Linked DNA regions of Gossypium hirsutum: region 2 is linked to region 1. Evidence: chromatin contacts called from public Hi-C data. All regions are on one chromosome and are shown on one strand. The core of a region is the stretch at or near the end of the contact, and the rest is flanking DNA. Distances in the headings are between cores, read along the strand shown. Region 1 holds the start of LOC107890586 (inosine triphosphate pyrophosphatase). Region 2 has its middle 25 kb from the start of LOC107942317.

Evidence for each region. Hi-C and Micro-C count contacts between places; a contact is called where the count stands out from the background.
Region 2: a Hi-C map of leaf shows a contact between it and region 1, with 2.1 times the contacts expected there. The contact joins the enhancer-like site here to the promoter of LOC107890586 in region 1. A contact is called at or near these places in 18 of 34 Hi-C or Micro-C datasets (anther, callus, fibers and 4 more).

Annotation. Positions count from the first base shown.
Region 1 is chrA09:80,711,524-80,719,007 of Gossypium_hirsutum_v2.1, forward strand. It overlaps LOC107890586 (inosine triphosphate pyrophosphatase), which reads left to right and starts at 3,584. Exons shown (of 9, transcript XM_016815090.2): 1 at 3,584-3,842; 2 at 3,922-3,986; 3 at 4,081-4,144; 4 at 4,237-4,246; 5 at 4,771-4,802; 6 at 4,921-5,033; 7 at 6,644-6,720; 8 at 6,790-6,907; 9 at 7,003-7,244. The coding sequence starts at 3,710. The coding sequence ends at 6,904.
Region 2 is chrA09:80,749,042-80,756,525 of Gossypium_hirsutum_v2.1, forward strand. No RefSeq gene overlaps it. Among protein-coding and RNA genes, the nearest start is that of LOC107942317, 25 kb to the right of the region's middle. Within about 2 kb of position 4,625, at least 2 of the 9 cell types and tissues checked have an H3K27ac peak or open chromatin away from gene starts, as enhancers often do. A contact at or near this core is called in leaf, where this site is marked.

The DNA of each region.
Region 1 (7,484 bases), core at 2,334-4,833:
ATTAATGAAACATTATAAAAATTAAATAGATTCATAAAAATTATTAAGGACATTTCAATTAATATATACAACTAACCCATGCATCGCACGTGATAAAAAACTAGTATATATATATATAAAAGAATGAATATAAGCATTTTGAATCTCATGTCTATTTTATAATCCATGTTCGAGGTTTGTAACTAAATGTCGTATTCAAAATTCAAACCTGCGTCTTCTCTTGGGAGTGCAATATATACCTTAGCATTATCATTTTTTAAAACAAGTAAATATATTATTTTACCTCATTTTAACTAGGAAAAAAATAATTGTGTAATTTTTGGAAAACCAAAATTTGCTTCACCTCTATTTCATTTTTAATAATTTACAATATCAAAATAATAAAATATATAATTTTATATTATTATCTATTTATTTTTATAATTAAATTTAAATAAAAATATTTCAAAAATTATTTAATTGAATATATTTACTATCCCTTTTATTATTATTTTTTTACATTTTCTTTAATTAAATCAATAAAAATCATTATTTAATATACATTCACTTTAAATTCTTTTTCATATTTATTTTAATTAAATTAAATCAATCAATCAAATTTATGAAATAAAGATAACATCATTTTTATTTATTTAAATTATAAAATTATTTATTTATTTCATGTTGTAATAACTCTTTTGAATTTTTTTATATAAACATGAATTATAATTTATTTTCTAAATCATTTTAAAATTATATATCTAAACTAATAAAAAAAAGCAATTTATGTTATTTTATTCTTTTTATAAAATTTTAAGCAAAAGACTTGAATTTAAAAAATGTGTTAATATATTTGAGAGATAAACATGTTTGGTTAACTTGAAAGGTAAAGAAATTCTGCTGATTATTGATCAGACCATCGCCTACAATTGCTGCAGATTACCAGTAAGCTTGAATTACAATTTTTGACCAAATTTGTTTAATACCTTAATTTGTTATGCATTATTTATTACTCATTTTCAGGACCACGTGTAATTTCTTTAAATTTATAGAGGAAAATAAAATTTGGGCACGTTACAAGTCAATCTTCTAAGATTTGCATCTATGGTCTTAATTCTATTAATTATATAAATTTATTGTGTTTTTATTTAAAATTTTCTTTTTCTTTTATATTTATTTTAATTTTTTATATATTGATACCAATAAATTAAAAGCTCTAAAACTACAGGGTTTGTAAACATTAATAAAAGACGACCCACAATAAGATAATTTAAAATACAAACTTTCAACCCTCAACATATATGGTAAGTTAATATCGACACGGACATATTACAAGGTCAATAAAATAATTCTTATAAATCTCATCTAAATTTACTCATGTACGAACCAAAAGAACATATATAAAATCTTGGTATTTTTTCATCTTCATCATCATCTTGATCTTACTATCTTAACCTTTTTCATTACTCAAAAATTTTCACCGACTTGAGAGTGTCTCGAAGTATAAATTCGGACATCCTCGTAACATAATTACTTCATCCTCAATCAGCTTACGAGTCCAACCTTCCATTATTCAATCCAACACTTAATAAAAAATAAATGTAGTACAGGATTAGCTAATTAATTATAAAAAGCCGAAAAGCTCTATGTGAGCATCATTTTATAAGCTCCATGTTATAATTAGACAGAATAATTATTAGCATCCTTTATAATTTATGTACAAATATATATTGTTTTAAAAGAAATGAAAGTGTATATATATGTACGGGCCCATTAATTTATTGCATGCATCTCCCAGCAGAGCCCATATGATGATCATGATGATAATCATGTCTGCAAGATGTCCCTCAAAGTCATCAATCATGCAATTTTATATCCCTCTCATGTCTGCTGATTAGCTTTATCCTCCAAATTGAATGGTTAAGATTTGGTATTGGATTCCCACTTCAGTACTTGGTCCCACTTATGCATAGGTTCCTCAATTTTTAAAGTAAATTAACAAGCAACAAGAAGTGTCCGTGGTTAGAACTTTTTGTTAAGGATTCAAATATTATTATTTTTTATCTCGTATTGCAATATCATATTACTTTTACATATGAACTTTGTTCGATTACAAATTCCTATTTTGAATTAGAAAAATATGTTTAATTTGATTTTTCGAAAATCTAGGTTCGTTTAATTCAATTTTAGTGGGCTTCAAGGCCCATGGTATAATTTGTTGATAGGACCAAATTGAATTCTTGGGTTAGTGTGTGATTTGGTACTATTTTATAGAATTTAAAACTTGTTGGGTTTTATTTTAAATTTTTGTATTGGGCCTTTTATTTTGCAATATTTGATAAAGGACATTTTATGGCTTGAAAACACATTCAACCTTTTATATTGAATTCTTTGTTATATGATATCCCAATTTATATTATTTAAGATGTTATGGGCTTTTAATGTAATTTTATGTAAAGCCCATTTTGGTTTAATTCAAAGTATAATGGGACCTTTGGTTTTTTATATATAGTCTGCCAGTCCATTCAATTTTTATTCCATTTTAGTACTCTCGTTTGATTGGTTGGTGCATTAATACGTAGAATAAAAATAAAGGGTAAACAACATTATTAGCCACTTTAAATAGGGCCTGTTTCTATTTTGGTCACCTAATGTATTTTTTTTTCTGTTAATTTGGTTATCTAAAAAAAAGAAATTAATCAAATTTGTCACTCCACTGTTATATAGTAACGGAAGACTAACAATGCATTTGTACAAAAATATTTTGGGGTGACCAAAATAGGATCAACTTTTATTAAAGTGACTAAAGTAGAAACGCATCATTAGTCTTTTGTTACCATTTAATGTTAAAGTGATAAATTTGATCAATTTCTATTTTGGGATCAAATTAACAAGAAAAAAATTTGAGTGACTAAAATAGGAACAACTTTTATTAGAGTGATTGATGGGTTGTAATTTTAGAGTGACTAAAATAGAAATGCATAGTTAGTCTTCTATTACCATTTAATGGTGCATTGGCTAATTTGGTCAATTTTTACTTTGGGACCAAATTAACAAAAAGAAAATTAAGTAACCAAAATAAGAACGATTTATATTTAAAGTGACTAATAGAATAATTTACCCCGAAAAAAATAACTATTTTAATTTTAAAAATCAATTTAAAAAACAAGCTTCACTTTAATAATAATAAGAAGAAGAAGCTGACCCTAAAATTTCCCAAGTTTCTAGCGTAAGTCTTCGAAATTCTGAAGGGCTTTTGATTTTTCCAAATTCACCCAATTATGGCTGAAACCTTTACAAGTTTTAAAAATTGAAGGCCTAAGTGCAGAATTAGCATGTAAACCATACTACTTTTCTCATTTATGCACTTATTTTTTTTTTACAACATTGATATCTAAATTATTAACTTAATTTAATTTGATCCAAAGAATACGACAATTAGGAAAAAAAACTTATTAATTTAATTTAATATAACCCAAAGAATATAATAATTAGGAAAAAACTATACACAACTTTTTATTTTTAGTTGTATACACCACTATTAATGATAAGGTGACACATGACCTGTATATTTTATTTCTACAAAATAGATGATTTTCATAGTTAAAATTTTTAAATACTTGAAAGTAGAAAAAATGGTATATTTGAGGGCTAATTTTGCAGTTAAGCCAAAATCGAAATATATTACACATAGACTAACTTGAACTGCCGAGGAAAAAAAGGAGGGTAAATGGCGGCGGCGGCGTCGAGGGCAGTGTTGGTCTCACGGCCGGTAACGTTCGTAACTGGAAATGCCAAGAAGCTGGAAGAAGTGAAATCCATCTTGGGTCAATCCATCCCCTTCCAATCCCTCAAGCTTGACCGTAATCTATTCTTCTACCACTCCATTTTCATTTCTTTTCTTTGATTTTATTCATCACTTTTTGCATTTTACTTGTTTAGTGCCTGAACTGCAAGGAGAACCGGAAGAAATATCCAAAGAAAAGGCTTGTTTGGCTGCTGTCCAGGTTTATATATACTCATAAATCTTTGTATTTTGTAAAATGCCCTACTTTTTTAATGTTAAAGAAGTGAAACTTTTTTATTTTTGGGTATGTGAAGGTGAATGGACCAGTGTTGGTTGAAGATACATGTCTTTGTTTCAATGCACTAAAGGGTCTTCCAGGTATTCATCATCTTCTATGTTTTTTTTCTTTTCTTTTCTTTTCACTGTTTTGGTTTTCCTTAATGATTTTATTTTTGTTAAACTACTTGCAGGGCCATACGTGTAAGCTCTCTTTTCATTCTAGCAGTTAAAATTCAAAAGGTGTAAGCTTTCTTCTTATTTCCTAGAGAGAATTGATTGAAATGGATGGTATTGAACGTGTTTCTGGTATTTTGGTATTTGGAGAACTGAACCTATTAAGTTTATGATTATTCTGTGAGTATGAAATCTTGTTAGGCTTGATAAAGCAAATGGTTATCCATTTTGAATAGATTGTTTGCATGTTCAGCCATTAATTGACTTCATTTAATTATTGTTTTTGAGAGTCTTAAGATCAATTATTAATATAATCCCTTATAGATGCAGGGCATGACTACTAGTCTCAATTGTAATAATCTTATTATTTTGTCTTCATTTTCTTAAAATTATAGGTTTAAGCTTAACCTTTGTTTGTCATGATGCAACCAAAATTGCTTTACATGATTTTGAAAATGATATAGTTACATTATATTCTTTCTCTTTTTCGATGTTATATTGAGGTTCTTGTTTTATGTTTCCTAATTGTCATTATCTAATGTGTTCTGCAGCAAGTGGTTTTTGCAGAAGATTGGCCATGAAGGTTCTCTTCTGAAAATACCCTCTTTCATTTCCTCTTTTTTAGAAATATCAATGACAAATTTAAGATGCTTCATATAGTCTCCTCTGATCTGTTTACTTCACTTTCTTACTTTTTCTAGGTTTGAATAACTTGTTGATGGCATACGAGGATAAGTCAGCTTATGCTTTATGTGCGTTTTCTTTTGCCCTTGGTCCTGATGTTGAACCTGTTACCTTTCTGGGAAAAACCCCGGTAAGTATGCAAGATTATTTTCTGCTTTCTTCCCTTAACTCCTATCTTTCTAGTTCCATTTTGATGATGAAATGTCTAAATATGCCTGCAACGAAGCACAAAGAAACTGGTTTGGACTGTACTAATTTACATTGTTAGGTCAATAAGACCAAAATGGTAAATTGATCAGAACGTGCTGGTCCATGTATAGTATTTTTTTCTTTGTAATTTAAACATCTTTTGAACAATGAATGGAAGCAAAAACATGGACTAGGGAAAATGGTGGTGGGAGAGTGGTATTTCTGGTACTTCAGTCAGGGTATGAGTTGGCAGAGTTACGTGGAATTTTTCCATTTCTAATTTATAAGAAATGTGTTTTTCTTGAAGATCGACATAGTGCTGCATTTATGTTAATGATTTCAGGGTCCATGAAATGCTGAAAGATATATAAAGGATATTCTGCACTATCAACTAATTTATTTCATTCATATATAAGTGAGAATAAAATGGACATCCACAGTTTCCGTAAAATAGTTTTTAAACTTGGACCACAATCTCCTCCTCCCCTGAGAGAATTTACCCGATAGTTGATGAGATTTTTCAAGCTAAGTCATTCTAACTCGGGTGTTAGTGTCAAAGTCAAACACCACTATGTGCTTGACACACAGGTGTAGAGTTATATCTAATATCTATGTCCAGATATGCTTTTGACATGGGTTTCAGACCTTGGTATCTTGAGAAAATATCAATATTCAGAGCAACATAGGCTTCGAGTTATTGAATTGTTTGTTACTTCTCTTTCCACTAAGTTTTATATACTGAGCTTCTTACATGATGCATAGTTTTGCTGCTTGACTAATCATATGCAACAAATTCAGGATGTTATGCAAACATGAAAATGTCGAATGACTTGTGTACAAAAAGAGCATTGAAACCCCAAGAAGAAAATAAATTTAAACTATAATTTGGTTATATGAATATATAACTCTCAAGTCTGTGCAGAGTTTGAATTAAGTGAATTCTCGAAACAAGAGATTAAATAATGGTCAGCCACTTATGCCAATGACTTGGTTAATTGATTAGTATGTGCCATGTTTCCCCCAAGATTGAGATGATAATGCTGTCAACTGTACTGTGTTTTCAAAGTTGATCATTTCCTAGCTGAGAAATTTGTATTTTAAGAAACAGAAAGAGTAGAGATATAAAGGATCTAACAATGACCAAGACAGAAAGTTTTGTAAATTGTTCATAAGCTTAAAGTCTTGTTTTTATTGAGGATTTTGTTCAATACTATTATTAGGACGGCCAAGTTTTCCTGGCAGTAGTGCAGGTTTGCCCTTAAATTAATAATTAAGAAGCAAATGGGCTTGGAGACTTGCAAAACAAACTTGATGGTCACACTAGGGCTATCAAATTGTTCTTGGCAGTATATTTAAATTATGTCTGAGATTTGTGGTCACAGGCGATTTTAACTGATGTTTATTTTTTGTATACTTTTTGCTTGCACTTCCTTTATCGAGTTGTTGAGTGCATTTGTGATTGTTATGCCAATTATTACAGTCATTGATAATATGACCGGAAAAAGCAAAGTTTCTGAGACATTTTGTTTTACTTTTTGGATGATTTATTAGGGTAAAATAGTTCCGGCCAGGGGACCCAATGACTTTGGATGGGATCCTATTTTTCAGCCTGACGGCTATGACCAAACGTAAGTCTGTTGTTTCATATTTCTGTGTTGATTAATTATGATTTAATAATAATGTATTGTTTTCTGTAGTTATGCGGAGATGCCGAAGGAAGAGAAGAACAAGATTTCTCACCGGTCAAGGGCTCTTGATATGGTGAAATCCCACTTTGCCGAAGCAGGATACAATTTCAGCACCTCCAACTAAAGAGTGAGCCATATCTGTCTTTGTTGTTACCATTGTATGGTAGATTCTTAGACTGTTACAAGCCTTCTCCACCATGTTCACTTCTGATTTCTATAAAGGGTATATCAGGAACGGTGGAAACAGTGAAAGCAAGTTTCTCGCATGGAAAACATTGAAGATTACATTTTATATAAATCTATATTCCTAGTGCTTAGTTTGGGAAAAAAATCTCTGGTATTAAAAATCATTGAGAACCGCAATCTTAACACCGCGAATTATAATTGAGCGCCAGTTTCAGTTTATTTTGAACAATTGAGTACTTCTCTACAAGTTGAAATGGATGTTCCTATATTGTCTTGAACTGTAATGGTTTATGGTTTAAACATCAATTACTGGATTTGTCTGCATTTACCTTAAATGATTTGGCTCATAAATATATTTTAGAACTTGATTTTAAAAAAAAAAAAACGAAAGGGATGAGTCTAGATATACCTATGATGTTTAGTTTTTGTGTCTGCTTGAAGATGAAATCATGATTGGTTTTTGATGCCAATCAAAACTTCCGGAAGTTGTTAATGTCATTGCTGGTGGGGATACTGTG
Region 2 (7,484 bases), core at 3,375-5,874, 39 kb after region 1:
TTGAGTGATATATGTTTGGATCCAGAATAGGATAGCCTTTTGATGAGGTTTAACGGAAAAAATAAAACTGAGTATATACTATAATAAAATATATTATATAATTAACAATTAAAAGTATTTATATAAATTAAACGATTAATTTTGGGTATGCGATAATTATATTAAATTTTAATTACTTTGAAGTTTGGGTAAGTTTCAAACAAATTATTTTTTCTATGTACAATATTTGAAATTGAAACTTTATTTAAGAAATATTAAACTTTTTAATCACCCAACTCAATGTTAAAATAAAGTTAAATGAAATCTAAAAACACCTCTGAATTTTATTTATATATATAAAGACATAATACAGGAAGACAAATTTACAGGTGAGCAATCAATCACTGAAAAGAACAGAAAGTAAAAGGAAGGAGCTCCCAAATCTTAGATAAGTGATTAAACCCTATATGATTGATCATAATTACAGGATAAATATATGGTTTTGACATTTTAATTTTTGATAAATGGTTGACATTTTAATTAATTTTGAGTAGAATCCAGCAATTAACAATGATTATTGCCAAATATCATTAGTTCTGCTTTTGCACTTTTCTGTAATTTAAAGTTTAGTCTGTTAATTATCTTAAGTACTCTGATTTAAAAGGGAAAAGTTTTAAAATTATATATGAATTTTGATTTAATGTAGAATTATATATATGAATTTTAATTTAGTGTAATTATATACATGAAACTCTAATTGTGATTTAAATCTATACTTGAAATTTTAATTTTGATTTAATCATACACATTTAAAGAAATAAATACATCGATTTATTTTTATATTAGATAAATATAATTATTTACGTATAAAAGATATAAATATAAAATGATATTATATGAATAATTATGTTAATAATTTACAAGAATTTTGATCAAATTAGAATTTCATGTATAAAATTATACAAAATCAAAATTTATATATACAATTGCACATTAAATCATAGTTTTTATGTATAATTTTGGTATTTATCCTATTTAAAAAATATGTTGCCAATTGACATAGGCATTGTTATCAATGCAAAAGGACGTGGATTCGAGTGTGCTGAAACGTATTATCCTTCTATTTAAGGATTGGGGAAGGATTATGGGTAATTTTAAATATTCTATCATATATATATATGTATGAGATTATAAAAAAATGTTTACCAAAAAAGTTAAAAAGAAAAAAAAATTAGCCAATTGGGATTTTCTTTTTACACTGTTAACCCTGACAATTATTAACTTTTATCAAATATCTATTTTTTTTTTGTGGACAAAGCCTCAAATATCCCTTTTAACTTTAATGTGGGACAATCTTTTGTACGTGTATTTCAATTGTTAGTCCACATAGTTTGATAAAATTTGAAATATAGTTATTGTATTTTATAAGTTTAAAATTTAACCCTTCTTTTTTTTTAAAAAAAATTTAAGAATCTTAGTCCAATCATTATCATCGTTAGTAATTTCAGGTAAACTTTGCTAACATAATAAGTTTACTTCGTGTCAATCATATGCCACATCATATGAGGACAGCATAATCAACATCCAAATTGACAAATCATGACAGAAAAGACTTACAATTTTAATTATTGGACTGTGATTTTTAAATCAAGAAAATAGGGGGCTTAATTTTTAATTTTTTAAGTACAATGATTAAATCTCAAATTTTGTCAAAGTATAGAGACCAACATCAAAATTTGACCATATATTTTTTTGAATGGAATAAGCATACTTTTAAATTGCAAAAAACCAATGTAATTGCTTTATTACACATAACAATAATTTTTTTAGACCCACTCATATCTAATAGTCACATTGAACTATGATCAAATTTAGAGTTGAATCAGATTAGATCTTTAAATGGAGGATAAAGCTCTTCCATCGATGTTTTCTCCATTCATAAAACTCGAATTCAAGACTTTATTTAAAAAAAACATTAAGCTTCTTATAATTTAAATTAGGAGTAACAACCATTTATTTATGTGTTACTATGCATTTTAGTATCTGAGTTTGGTTTTAATGTTCAATTTGGTACTTGAGTTTGGCTTTAGATTTTTTTTTGAACAAACCCATTCGTAGTCCCCCCAACCCATTAATAAAAGGATAATGCGCTTTGACGCATTCGAACCCATATCCTCTTGCATTGACAACAATACTCATGCCAATTGAGCTAGACTTAGTCGACGAGTTTGGCTTCCATGTTTAGTTTGATACTTGAGCTTTTTTTTTTCAATCCGATACTTGAGTTCTTTTTCCTATTTAAGTATTTGAGTTTGGCTTCAATCTGGCTCTTGAGTTTTTTTTTTCACAATTAAATCCCTATGTTTTCTTACTAGAGAATGTGTAAAAATATTTATTCAGTCATGTGATGTCATTTGGCCGTGGACCAAATTAAATATTGAAACCAAATTCAAATATCAAACGAGGACAAAAAAGAATTCAAGTACTAAATTGAACATTAGAACCAAATTTAGGTCCCAAATAATATATTACCCCTTTGTTTATTGGTCGTGAACATATTGTGAATTTGAGCTGTGGCATTCATCCAATAATTTAATTAGCTTCAGCAAATTTTATTTATACATAATCTGAGTTAAAGAATCAGAATGTCAGACCAAAAGAAATGAAGAAACAGATATGAGATATGAATATTTTGATAGAGAAAATATTCTCAAATTATCAGATTTTCTGCCACTCTGACATCCCATGTTATGGTGCCATTTGCATTGGAATGGATAACTAGGATAACCTTAATTTCTATTATGGATAAACCCAAAAACAATATAAAATTATATGAAGAATTTTTGGATTTAATAATTATAGTACCAAACAGGTGTTGGGAGCAGTTTTGTACATCTTTTGTTACATTGCTTACAACCTTCTGTGAAATTGCGGTGAAACATTACAAAATTTCAGACTCGGTTCAGGGATGTTAAAAGAGTTAAAAAAATAAAATAAAAATAAAAATAAATGGAGGATTATACTAAATCGCACATGAAATTAAGATATATATCTTCTAAAATACACCTATTGAATTTTAGAATGATTAACATCGTTACTGTTGTAATGAGAATATGAATTTGAATGCATTTGAACAAGTAATATCTTCTATTTTAAGGATTGAGAAGGGTTATGAGTAATTTAAGAATATTATTAATGCTAAGGCAACCAAGTTATAATTTATATTTAATTTTAAATTATTTATAATACAATATTTATTTTACATTTAAATTAGCGGAAGAAACTTTAAAATTTTATAATTTTTTTTAAATTGACAAATGGAATTAATCTGAAGTTGTGAAATTTAATTCGATTTGATAAGTTTGATATTCAATTTAACTTTTGATCAGCCATAATATTTCAAGATAATCAATTTTTTTTAAAATTTATCAAAACCGAACCATTATTGCTTCTAGAGACATCAGGGCAAACAAAGGCTTTAGTTTCCTCCAACATGGTAAAAATGAAAGTTAGGTTACTTCAAAAATTATAAAATTACAAATTAAAATAATAATAGAAATTATATTTTGAAAAGAAAAATTAAAATTAAAATTTCCCCTTTCTAGCTTCAAACTGTACACGAAATTATGGAGATTGATTAGGTTGTCCAAACAAAACCAGTCCTTGTCTTAATTTATGTCGTTCACTCAGAAATCTTGTCCTCGAAGTAAGGTTCTCTAAATGCCAAACCTAAATGGTTTTTGTCCTTCAAAGGACATGCCTCATCAACCAATTTTATTAGCTTAAAATGTTGAAACCATAAAATAAGGGATAACGCTAGTTTATCATTAACCAACAACTAATTTTATTAAAGAATATTTGATTTACCCTAATAACTACATCGAATTTCAATTAAATTTGAAGTCGAAATCACTAGATCGAATACTATTTTTTTATTCACAAAATTTAAATCCAAAATTTTATTTAAAAAATTCCAGACTATTTACCACTCGACTTAAGAAGAAAATTTTGATCAGGGCATGAAATGAACTGGAATTGAGCGAAAAGTCTGACAAAATTAACTTTTCTAATATTCTACCCAGATAGATAAGCACATGGTTGAGGATCCCTTTATTTAAGGGTTTTTGACATTTATAAATTGGTGTTGTAGAATCATGCATGCGACATTTTGCTGAAACTTTCAGCAACCCAATATTTTGGATAACTTTATCATTAATACAATAAAATACAACATCAATTATATCATACAAACCCGCATTTGTTTAATCATATCCATTCATCACTTCAATGATTATTATTTCTCCCAAAGAAAAAAACAACAAAAGAAACTGATTTACATATAAGCTTGCTTCTCCATGTACGCATGCAAGCATGGAATCAATTATAGCCAAAGAGAATAATGTCCATCTCTGCATGTGCATGTATTATCTTAACGTTATGTTTATTTATTAATAAAACAACATTACGTGATTCATTAATATATAAAAAATATATATATTTTGGTTTCGTATTGGATATTGGTTGTTAATATAAGGTCCATAAATTTATACCTGTACATAAAAAATACATATACATGGTATGTATATATTGATTGATAAGGAAAAATAAAAGAGATGGATTTATAGGGTAGAGGTCCACAAAGGAAGTGGTCACATGGGAGCATGTGCACTCAAAAAAGTTGATAAAAACAAAGTAAAGCTCCCATTGCCATCAGTTGTTTGGCTGACCATTAACATCTATTCTTTGTTTCCTTCTTAACCACTGATTTCTTTTTCTTTTCTTTTTTCAACTGAGAACTATTGCATATAGTTTGGTGCCCAACAATATTGAATTTGGTAGGCTGCATATAAATATATATATTATATAACTATTTCTAAGTACACTTGTGGGTAAAATAAAAATAAAATAAAATATTGTTTAAATAATAAGCTTTTTTAAAAATATTTATTATTGATAAGGTAATAAAAATGTAAATAATATTGTCAAATTAAGGTGAATCTTGAATCAATTTTGTAAGTATTGGAATGAAGGAACTGGTTGGATTTTCAATTTTCAATTCAATCGATTGAATTGTTTGGTTCGATCACTTAAAAAATTAAAAAGAATAACTTAATAATAGTTAAAATAAAAATTAATTAAAGAATATTAAATTTAAAAGATTGTATTCTCAAAAAAAAATCAAAGATAAAAAATAAACCAACAAATAAAAAAATCCAAAAAAATTGTGTTAGAAAAGAAAAATAATAAAGAAAATAAAAGCCCTAATTAAAATTTTTTTTTGTTAGAATCCAAAATTAGATTATTATTGTTGTTATTATTTTATGTAAAATATTACAACCAAAAAAAAAGAAAGAAAAGAAGCCCTAACAACTTCAGTACATTGGAAATAAAGCTTAAAAAATGCATATAAAAGAATCTGAATGATCGATTGAGTTTTAATTCGATTGACATCTATATTGTTATCGGTGCAAAAGGACATGGGTTTAAGTATGCTGAAACGTATTATCTTTCTATTCAAGGGTTGGGAAGAGCTATGGATAATTTTAAGTATTATATAAAAAAGAACAGATATAATAATTAAGAACCTATAATAAAATTAATGTTAAAAAAAACGATATAAAAGCTCAAGCTATATCTCCTTTCTTTAAAAAGAAGTCCGAAAATGGATGCCAATCAAAATTCTATTTAAATGAAAGGCGTTTGTTGTTGTACCATCGAATCGGTTGACCAAAATGAAGTTATTTTGAAAAGAAAATCAAAAGGTTGGAGAAACGTGAGTCAAATATACGCAATTAGGATGGCGTCCAAGGGCCTAAAAATAAGCCTGAAACCTGAGGTATATGGCCCATGCTTCAATTTGTGTGAATTAAGAACCCAATTGTTAATGGTTTGGGCTCAAGGGACCCAATCGTAAAAGCTTTCTTATGCAAATATCTTTCACACAATTAAAACTATTAACTTTTTAATCGTCTCTATCGCGTGGGTTGTTTGGCATCCAATTGCACACATGAAGTTCCTTTTGATCCTCATCATGTCCCCATCAAAAACTAATAACAACTTTGTCTATTTTACCAGTGATCGATCCAAGTGCTTTAACGCATGACAAGACATTATAAGGGAATGGATGCTCAAGTCCATCTATTAAACAGTAGCTTTTAGTATGTTTTTTTTCACATATAACCCTCCACAAAGAACTACTAGTGTGGGTGATCTGTAGGTGATCCTTCATGAATTTTGTTTGAGTATTCTAGACACCACTTGTTACAAACATGAATTTTATTTAAGTTATTCTAGAGACCACTTGTTACAAACCCTCTTTTAGAGACAATTAATGTAAAACAATTTTATATAACTCCAAGGATGAGAACATTATAGTAGAACCACATAGTACATCATGGCAACAACTGTATTGTAATAGTTCAGTTGTTCGACTAGCATGCACAACCTTACAAGACACTACATTAACGGCTAGATGGCACTATAAGACAAGACGTGACTCCTTATATAGGCCTGAATGCACAAGAGACCAAGGATCGACTCTTTCTCTAAAAACCCACATAGATACCCTAGCATTCTCCCCTTCTCTTACTCCTCCTCTCTTTCCATACTCCCGACTCTTCACCAGTCACAAGTAACCAACACTCCTTTTCATTGTTCTCTTCCCTTTATTGATTACTAACAACATCATTAATAATTTTAAAAATAACTTAATTTTATTAATAATGAAATGTCGTAATCATAAACATTCAAAATTAAATATAAATCCTACAAAAAAAAACTCCATTCCATAGGCTACCGCCCTTCAACATCGATCCATCCATGTGTTCACCAAGGTGCTTTGGAATTATTAGCCTAATCTTATCCATAATTAGACCTTCCATTACTAAATTTTATATGGATGTTATTAATTATAGTCTTTTCAATCCAATTTATATATAATATATACAATTTTTTAAACCTTTTTAAAAAGTACTAATTCAAATTAATTAAAATACTTTCTTTTTTTCAATTGTTATCTTCTTTATCATCATTGCGAGGCATTTACCAATATTTTCTTACACAACACTAAAAAAAAATGTCATATTTTCCGTAGTTAGTAAGAAATATAATATGAATATACGGATATGTTAAATTTTTTTATAATTTAACTTATTAAGATTAAGAATAAAATATCTAAACATAGCATGAATGCATAAATTTTCGTTCTATTTTAAAAAAAATAAAAAGTATGAAATATATTATTCGCAAGAGTTAAAACCGAGTTGACAATTTTTTGGTACATGTTTCACAATTTTATGCAAACATAGGGTGAGGTGTTACGGCTAGCTAAACGGGATGTCCATGACAATAGCCTTCTTTGCCCAATCTTTAGCCTCTTTTTACACTTATCGATTCACTAGTTCTGATCTCACCGGTGAGGTGTTACGGCTAGCTAAACGGGATGTCCATGACAATAGCCTTCTTTGCCCAATCTTTAGCCTCTTTTTACACTTATCGATTCACTA